Linked DNA regions of Pan troglodytes: region 1 is linked to region 2. The links are chromatin contacts, called in public HiChIP or PLAC-seq maps. All regions are on one chromosome and are shown on one strand. Each heading gives the region's core, a stretch centred on a gene start, on an enhancer-like site or on the middle of the called end of the contact. The rest is flanking DNA. Distances are from core to core; before and after follow the strand shown. Region 1 holds the start of CCT6B (chaperonin containing TCP1 subunit 6B). Region 2 holds the start of RFFL (ring finger and FYVE like domain containing E3 ubiquitin protein ligase).

Evidence for each region. HiChIP or PLAC-seq counts read pairs in DNA pulled down with a chosen protein or histone mark.
Region 1: a contact with region 2 is called in an H3K4me3 HiChIP or PLAC-seq map of stem cell-derived excitatory neurons, with 2.8 times the contacts expected there. The contact joins the promoter of CCT6B here to the promoter of RFFL in region 2. A contact is called at or near these places in 1 of 7 Hi-C or Micro-C datasets (stem cell-derived neural progenitor cells) and 1 of 1 datasets of contacts at active chromatin or transcription factors (stem cell-derived excitatory neurons).

What each region holds. Positions count from the first base shown.
Region 1 is chr19:32,642,124-32,646,391 of NHGRI_mPanTro3-v2.0_pri, forward strand. It overlaps CCT6B (chaperonin containing TCP1 subunit 6B), which reads left to right and starts at 2,963. Exons shown (of 14, transcript NM_001246643.1): 1 at 2,963-3,220. The coding sequence starts at 3,084. ZNF830 (zinc finger protein 830) reads right to left here and starts at 2,925. Exons shown (of 3, transcript XM_016931999.4): 1 at 1,604-2,925; 2 at 1,362-1,448. The coding sequence starts at 2,905. The coding sequence ends at 1,787.
Region 2 is chr19:32,512,779-32,517,005 of NHGRI_mPanTro3-v2.0_pri, forward strand. RFFL (ring finger and FYVE like domain containing E3 ubiquitin protein ligase) reads left to right here and starts at 2,822. Exons shown (of 7, transcript XM_063798709.1): 1 at 2,822-3,182.

The DNA of each region.
Region 1 (4,268 bases), core at 1,713-4,212, 130 kb after region 2:
AGCACTTTGGGAGGCCAAGGTGGGCAGATCACGAGGTCGGGAGATTGAGACCATCCTGGCTAACACGGTGAAACCCCGTCTCTACTAAAAAATACAAAAAATTAGCTTGGCGTGGTGGCGGGTGCCTGTAGTCCCGGCTACTCGCGAGGCTGAAGCAGGAGAACGGCGTGAACCTGGGAGGTGGAGCTTGCAGTGAGCCGAGTTTCCGCCACTGCACTCCAGCCTGGGCGACAGACCGAGACTCCGTCTCAAAACAAACAAACAAAAAAAACAAACAACAAAAAAAATTTAGCTATTCCTATGACATGCTTTCACTTCTATTCCTTTTCTCCCAATCCTCAGCTAATCAGTCTTGTCACCTTGCTTTTGAAAATATAGTTTTCAAATAGCTCCTAGCTTCCTTCTACCCTCTGTGTTCATTCCATTCTTTATACTGTTAATAATGTCCCATGATACTTCTTTGCAGATGTAATTCTTTGCTCAAAACCTCCATTTTCATATGAACTTCATCAAAAATTTTCACTTAGCATTCAAGGCTTTTCAAACCTTATCTCTTGGTACTCCTCTCCATAAAAAAAGAATTTAGGGAAACTAGATTGAGTTAATATATGTAAAGCACTTAGAACCATGCCTGGCCCATACTAAGAAATATATAGGTCTTAGCTATTATTATTATTGCTCACTTTTATTTGAATATGCTGTATGCATTTCAACTCCAGAACACTGCTAATTCCCTTTTCCTATTTGAGTACCTCAATCTCTAAAGGAAGGAGTGATTTAAACTATCAATGACCAGCAAGAGCCAATTGTTACTGCTGGAAAGACAACTTAAATATTCTTTCTACAATAGATAGGACCCGCAAACAAGGAACCCTAATTTACCACCAAATAACAAAATTTAAGGCTGGATGAAATAAATAAAAGATAATATTTTTTCCTTCATTCAAGAAACAGCAAATTTATGGAATGTGTTATTTAAAGAAAAAGAAAAAACCTGAAAAACATAAATGGGTTCTGGATTTAGGGCAGTTACTCTCTAACCCTGGCATATATTAGAATAACCTGGGTGCTTAAAAAACACAGTTGCCTGGGCCCAATCCCAGATTTATTGAAGGGGAAGGCCTCAGACACTTTAATTATTTTAATGCTTCATAGGTGACTCTCATGTGCAACCACATCTGACCATCATTGGTCTGGTCAAGAGAAACTTTGGTTTAGGGAGGCTGATCATGTTTGGCATATAGTTTTCTTATGTTTTTAAAATAAAGCATACTAAGAGAACTGATTAACCTACAATGACTTATGTGTTTATGAAGTGTTCTAAAAAACCATACAAAAACCAAAGAAACAAGAAAACAAACCTTTTCAACTTGATGTAGGGTTCAGAAGATACATACATTCCAAATACCACAGTAAGCATTCATCTGAAAGTTTGCTGGTTGGTCTTTCTATTAATTAAAAAAATTCAAAACAGAATACAGATTTAACTATGTACAATATTTACAACTTACAGATTTTACAACGAAATTATACAGTTAAGTCTGTCGTGGAAAAGTTGGCATTTTGGTATATAACACTTCAGAAATTTCAAAAACAACTTTACCTCAAAAACATGTTACACAAATTTTCCAAAGTGCTGTAGCTCACTGGCTCATTTTATCTCAACAATCCAGTTTAGCAATCCAGGTACGCAAATCTTGAGGCATGAAGTAACCGCTATACTACTGAGAGACAGCACTTTTTATACAATAGCAGAGGCTGTTAGAAACCTTGGGTCTTTAAAACCCTATAACAATGCCCCTTTCACCCTCCAATCCTGAGACAACAAATCCTGTAGTTCCCCCTCATCATCGCTGTCAGCATTCTCTTCTTCCTTTTTCTGCAGTTCTTTTATGGTCAGGATTTCTTTAAGTTTATTTTTTATTTCATCCTGGCGATTCCGTAGCTTTTCCACCCGTCGGTAACACTCTATCTGCTCATCGATCTCCCCAATTTGGCGGTCCAACCGTCCCTCCTCATCCTCTTCGGCAACTATGGCTTCGGAAATAGTGTTGACCTGCCTCATGGCTTTTTGGAATTCGTCCCACTCTTTGTCCATCTGATCTTTTGGAGCATCAACCTTTCGTACTCTTGCATCTACCTCAGGGTCGTCAAAAAAACCTTCCGGTAACGCTTCCGCGGTGTTTTCTCTCCTTTCCACCACTTTTTCATGTATTTCTGCTTTCTCAATTGACCCTGAATGAGGAATTATGGGGGCCTTGGGAGGATTAGTACTAAAGAAATCGTTTGGCAGCACACTACTTGTTACCTCCCGTGAAGAGGAAACTGAGTGCTCCTTGCCCTGTGCGTCGGAGAGCGGCTTGCTGGCGTCCCCCCTTTTTCTTTCTCCATCTCCTTCCTCCTCCTCTTCCTCCTCCTCCTCATCTTCATAATCGGGGAGTAAACTGAGTCCTGAAGGCTTACTGGGAGTCGCTCTAATGAACTCCTTTCCTATTTTGTCCAAGTTGGTGGTCCACGCAGATGTGGAGGGCTGTACCTGAGGCACCAAGGTGGCCTTCGCTCTCTTGACATCTTGGTCGTCTGCGTCCGGCGCTTTCCTCTTGACGGACTGAGGCGCTGAACTGGCGGGCGAACCCTGGCTGGCTTCCTTCGCGCCTTTCAGCTCGGCCACTTTCTCTCGGTGCTGCTTTCCCAGGACGTGAGTCTGCCACAGGAGCTCGCTCTTAACCGGAGTGTTACACAGGGCACAACTCAGCTGCCCCAAACGGTTGTACTTCGCGAATGGAGATTCTATCCGTTTCCGACTGGTGCTCAGACGCTGCTTCTCCTTCATTAACCGCCGCAATTCTTCCTGATTTACCACTCGCTTCCCTGCCGGAGTCCGGGCGGAGGCGGAGGACGCCATCTTGGCGACCAGACCCAAAACGATTCTGGTTTCCGTCGGGCGAGGCATGATAACGTCACTTCCGGTAAGGGCGATGATTGGCCGAGGCTCAAGAGAGCGTGGCGTCGCATTGCCGTTTTTGCTCAGAATCGCGACTAAGGCTTTTTTTTTTTTTTTTCTCCCTCTGAACGGTTAGGCTATGGCTGCGATAAAGGCCGTCAACTCCAAGGCTGAGGTGGCGCGGGCCCAGGCAGCTTTGGCTGTCAATATATGCGCCGCCCGAGGGCTGCAGGATGTGCTGCGGTCCAACTTGGGTCCTAAAGGCACCATGAAAATGTGAGACAGCGGTTGGAGCGGCCATTACGCGGCTAGGGGCCCGTTGGTGTCCTGTCGCCCTCTGAGGCAGGCGTCCGCGTAGCGCTGTGGATGTTCTTGCGAGCTTGATTTCCCTCATTCTCATCCCTGCTCTGAGGGTATTTCTCGCCTGGTGCAGGTGGAGGAGGAAAGCCTCCCCTAGTAGAGGGCCCCAGGAGTGAAGCTGTGGCGCTTCCCCCACCCCCGACTTGTCGTCAAGGTTCATATGCAGTTAGAAAGTCAGTTAATTTAGTGTCTCATTGGAAACAAAGCATTTAACTCCTCTGCTCTTTAAGACTGTATACCCTTGGTCCATAAATTCAACAAGTAGTTTTGTTTTTTGTATGGCAATGTAGTGGAGAGGACACAGGCTTTGGAGCCAGGAAGGCATGGGGTCAAATCCAAGTTCTACTTGAATACCCCGTGTCTATGGTTGTTCATATCTATTCATCTTTTCAGTATATATTAAGCACCCTTTTCTATAGACAAGAGTGAGGAAAAGAGACCAGTGAGGGCAAAAGGGTATAAGAGGAGAGACACATCCTCATAGTAATGAACAAAATAATATTAATGGTAAAATAAGTCACTTAGGTACCAGTTGCTGGGACACAGAAATGATCAAGATAACGGTTTCTGTTCTTAAGGAGATGTGGTAGAGACGGATGTGGTAGAGTAGGATGTGCTAATTATATATAGATGCATATGATTATGCTGAGGAAAGGGACTGATGGCAGAAGGAAAAGCATCTTAAGTAACATGTTTGATCAGTCTTGAAAGAAGAATAAGACTTCACTAGTTGGAAGAGGGAGTAAAGGCCTGGGCAAAGTAATTTCAGGAATAAGAAAGACCAATGGTGCAAATCCAACAGAAACAAAACAAAACATGGTATATTAAGGGAACCAGAAGATTTGCTTGTGGAAAAGTAGATGAGGCAGGGAAGATATTGGGAAAGGTCAAGTATGTCATTGCTGTGTTTGGATTTTAACTTGAAAATGATAGAAAACATAAAAATCATTGGAGGACTTTTGAT
Region 2 (4,227 bases), core at 1,572-4,071:
ATCCTCTCTCATTAAAAAAACAAAACAAAACAAAACAAAAAACACTTTATATTTTACAGAAGCTATTAGATCCAGAGAAGCCGGTAGGGGGTGCTGGTGAAATGGAATGGTGATTTGGGATTTTGGAATCAGGAAAAAGATCTAAGTTCAAAACCCTGCTAGTCCCTTTCTGGCCGAGTTACTTAGACAAGGTAATGTCTCTGTCCTACTGGTAAAGTGTATGTTGCAGGGGAATTACATTTTCTTTGTTGGTAAAATGTATGTCTCAGGGGGATTAAACAGATAATTTATGTAAAGTGCCTTTCACAGAGAGTCTGGCACATAGTAGGTGGTCAGTCACTATGAATTCTTCCAGCTCTTGCCAGAAATAACTAAAATCAGGGCACTAGGACTTCCAAGCTGTGCTGCTACTAATAAAAGAAATAATATGATTTATTTTTTCACAACTGTTTGGGGAAAGGCCTGTGCTTCATACATATGCATTGGAAAGTACTTAGCAAATGAGTAGAAATAATAAAAATATGTCCAAGTAAACAGCTCCTATAAATATGTCACTTGGTAGACAAATTAGTGTTTTATCACTACTAAATACTATTGCTCGCTGAAAAGGATTTCGGATTGCTTGCACAATGGGTACATTATTGAATGCCTCTGTGGAAGGGCATGATAAAGATGAAAAATAGTGATGGTGGTAATGCCTAAGGTGGAGAAAGGAGGAGCGTGGATAAACGCAGCTCGGAGGCCTCTGTGCTGCAGTGATATGCACATTATTTAGCAGCATTCCAATGATTTGCTTGTAATATGTACCAGAGGGCCCAGAAAAAAATGATTTCCACAGGATGTCATGAATCCAAACTTCAATTATTGGATCCAATCAGTGCATTAAGTGCACCCCCTTTCAGAACTGAACCTTCAGGTTGTAAACTAAGTTTACGAAAGGACATCCCCAGGTCTCACCCCACCCTTGTTCTGGACCTATTAACTTTTTTTTCTGTTTGTTTGTTTTTTGTTTTGAGATGGAGCCTTGCTCTGTCACCCAGGCTGGAGTGCAGTGGCACGATCTCGGTTCACTGCAACCTCCACCTCCCGAGTTCAAGTGATTCCCCTGCCTCAGCCTCCCGAGTAGCTGGGATTATAGGCGTACGCCACCACGCCTGGCTAATTTTTGTTATTTTTATTAGAGATGGGGTTTCACTACATTGGCCAGGCTGGTCTCAAACTCCTGACCTCAAGTGATCAGGTCTCCCAAAGTGCTGGGATTACAGGCATGAGCCACCGCGCCTGGCCTGGACCTATTAACTTTCTATAGCTATGATTTCTATCAAGAGAAAGAGTGATGTGGTGGAAAAGGCTGTGCCTTCATCACAGCTAGGAATCTATTTCAGAATTGAGAGGATGGACAAGGTCCTGGCATATCTAGGGAAAAGGAATTAGAGGGAAAGGAGGAGACCATAAATGCCTTTGGAGGGCAGGGCTGGAAATGAAGACTTAGAGAGAAGCAAACCAGACAGAATTGCATCAGGGAAAGTTACAAAAATAGCCAGGAAGGAAAATGAAGGGTACATTTAATTTGGATGTGGGAGGCCTTTAGCAGGTCAGTCTTTCCGTGCATTCCAGGTGATTGAAAAAATCAGTTTTAAATTCCAGCTTTTTGGGGCACAGTGGCTTGTCCCGGTAATCCCAGCACTTTGGGAGGCAGAGGCGGCAGATCGCTTGAGGTTAGGAGTTTGAGACCAGCCTGGCCAACATGGTGAAACTCTGTCTCCACCAAAAACAGGCAAACAAATAAACAAATTAACCAAGCGTGGTAGCGGGTGACTGTAGACCCAGCTATAGGGTGGGAAGATCCTTTGAACCTGGGAGGCGGAGGTTGCAGTGAGCGGAGATCACGCCACTGCATTCCAGCCTGGGTGACAGTGAGACTCTGTCTCAAAAAAATAAATAAATTGCAGCTCCGTGTATTCAAGACACTGCTGGTTGAAAGAAAAAAAAAGCAATACATTCCAGCTCCACCTTTTTCTAACCATGTGGTTTTGGGTAAATTACTTAATATGTAGATCCTCATTGATAACATGGGAATAATAGTACTCAGTTTGCTGGGTTGTGAGGATTGAAAATAATACTTGTAAAGTGACAGAGTCTGATATGTATACGTGATCTTATTATTATTATTTCTGAGGCGTCGTCTCGCCCTTGTTGCCCAGGCTGGAGTGCAATGGCGCGACCTTGGCTCACTGCAACCTCTGCCTTCCGAGTAGCTGGGATTACCGGCACCCGCCACCATTCCTGGCTAATTTTTTGTATTTTTAGTAGACATGGGGTTTCACCATGTTGACCAGGCTGGTCTCGAACTCCTGACGTCAGGTGATCCACCCACCTCAGCCTCCCAAAGTGCTGGGATTACAGGCATGAGCCACCACGCCTGGCTCATGATCTTATTTTCCTTACGATATTCCTTGTTTGAAAATACAAATTGTTCAGAAAAACTAGGAGTTCTCAATAGAACCTAAAGCCTAAGAAAATTGTGTCACTAGACACCATTTAAAAGAAGGATTAGAACTTAATATTACGTTCATGACTAGGCATGGTAGCCCACGCTGGCTAACCATCCCCTGGGCCGCCCTGCTGCTTGGCGGTTTACTAACCACAGCTACATGCATGCGCTCACTAAATCCTCACGCCAACCTGCGTTTCTGGGATGAGAAAACCAGAGTTCGTAAAGGTTAGGTACCTTGCTGAAAGGTGCATGGGTGAAAGGCAAGGATGGATCCTCGCTGAGTCATTCTCATTCTACCACAGCCTTCCTCAGCAGCTTCCTGACTTTCCTGAGGGGAAGTAGCTAGTCCTAGCGGTTTAGACTGGGCAGTGCTAGAGTGAGTGGGACAAGCATGGGTTTTTAGGTCCCACAGACCCGGCTTCTAATACCTCCCAGTTGTGGGACGCTGAATAAGCTCGTAACCCCTAGTGGGCCTGGGTTTCTGCAATCATGAAGCGGGGGAAACCATCGCCTGCTCATCGCACTGAGGAGTCAATGAGACATGAAAGTCAGGCACCTTTCAAAGTTTTATGACATGAGTTCAGAGGTGTTGAGGGACTCGCTCAAGGTCACCAAGCCGGGTCTTGACCCAGCTGAAACTTGGACCTGGACCCTTGGGCGCCTCCCGCAGAGTTGTGTGACCAAGGTAACCAGCAGCGGCCGACCCCATGACTTTGGGGAAACGACGCCTCTTACGGCCCCACGGCTCAGGCCAGCCCGGCCCCGCCGCCGGGAGCCTCAGCTCCGCCAGGGGGCGCGAGCGGAGGCCGCGCTCGAGGCCGCCGGGCGCCTCGCTCTTCTCTATGGTGGCTCGGGCGCGGCGGGAGCGGAGGCGCGATCCCGAGAGGGGGCGGGGCCGAGTCAGGGGCGGGGCCGCGCGGAGGGCGGGAGCGGCCGGGCCGGGCCGGCTGGGGATGGGTGGGAGGGGGGGCCGACTTCCTGGGGCCGCCCGTGAGGATGTCGCGACCGCCCCCGGGTGCCCCTCAGCCCCAGAGACGCCGCCGCGGCGGAGTCCGCAGCCTCCCTGCCTGAGGCGTCCGCGGCCGGGATCCGGCCCCTCCCCTCGCCTCCTCTCCTAGGTGCCGGCCGGGAGGGCGGCCGCAGCAGGTGAGGAGGCGGCGGCGGCGGCGGCGCTGGGGGCCGCTGGGCGCCCGGCCTGGGGAAGGACGGGAAGGGGGACGGTCGGGTGCCGTCAGGCTGTGGTCTGGGGGCCCTTCCTCTGTGTGGGGCGCGGCCTGGGACTCTCCCTGCCCTACAGGGGTGGGGGGAAGCCCTTGGCTGGCTGGAAGTCCCCGCCTTCAGGGCAGCCCACACCTGTCCTTTGAAAAGTCCCCTCAAAGAAAGCGTTTCACCTGTGGGGGCAGTAACAGGAGACGTGCGTCCTCGATTATCCCCAAGCGCCCTGCAGACCGGCAGGTCTAGTTGGCTTGTGGGGAAAAGATACCTCTTTGTACGTCAGAGGAAACTGAGGCAGGTCCGCGGCGGCCTGCTTACCCCTTTAAAGGAACCAGCCCGTCCCTGTCTCCGTCTTAGAGGAGGCGGCTGGAGGAGGGAGGTTTGGAGTTTGGAGGTTTGATGGAGAAGTTTGGGAATGCGGTTCTCCCCGCAGGGTCCACTGTTCCCTCGCTTGGGAGTTGTCCTCTGTTCGCGATGTGTGTGAGGTCGCCACTGTGCGGCAGCGGTCAAGACCG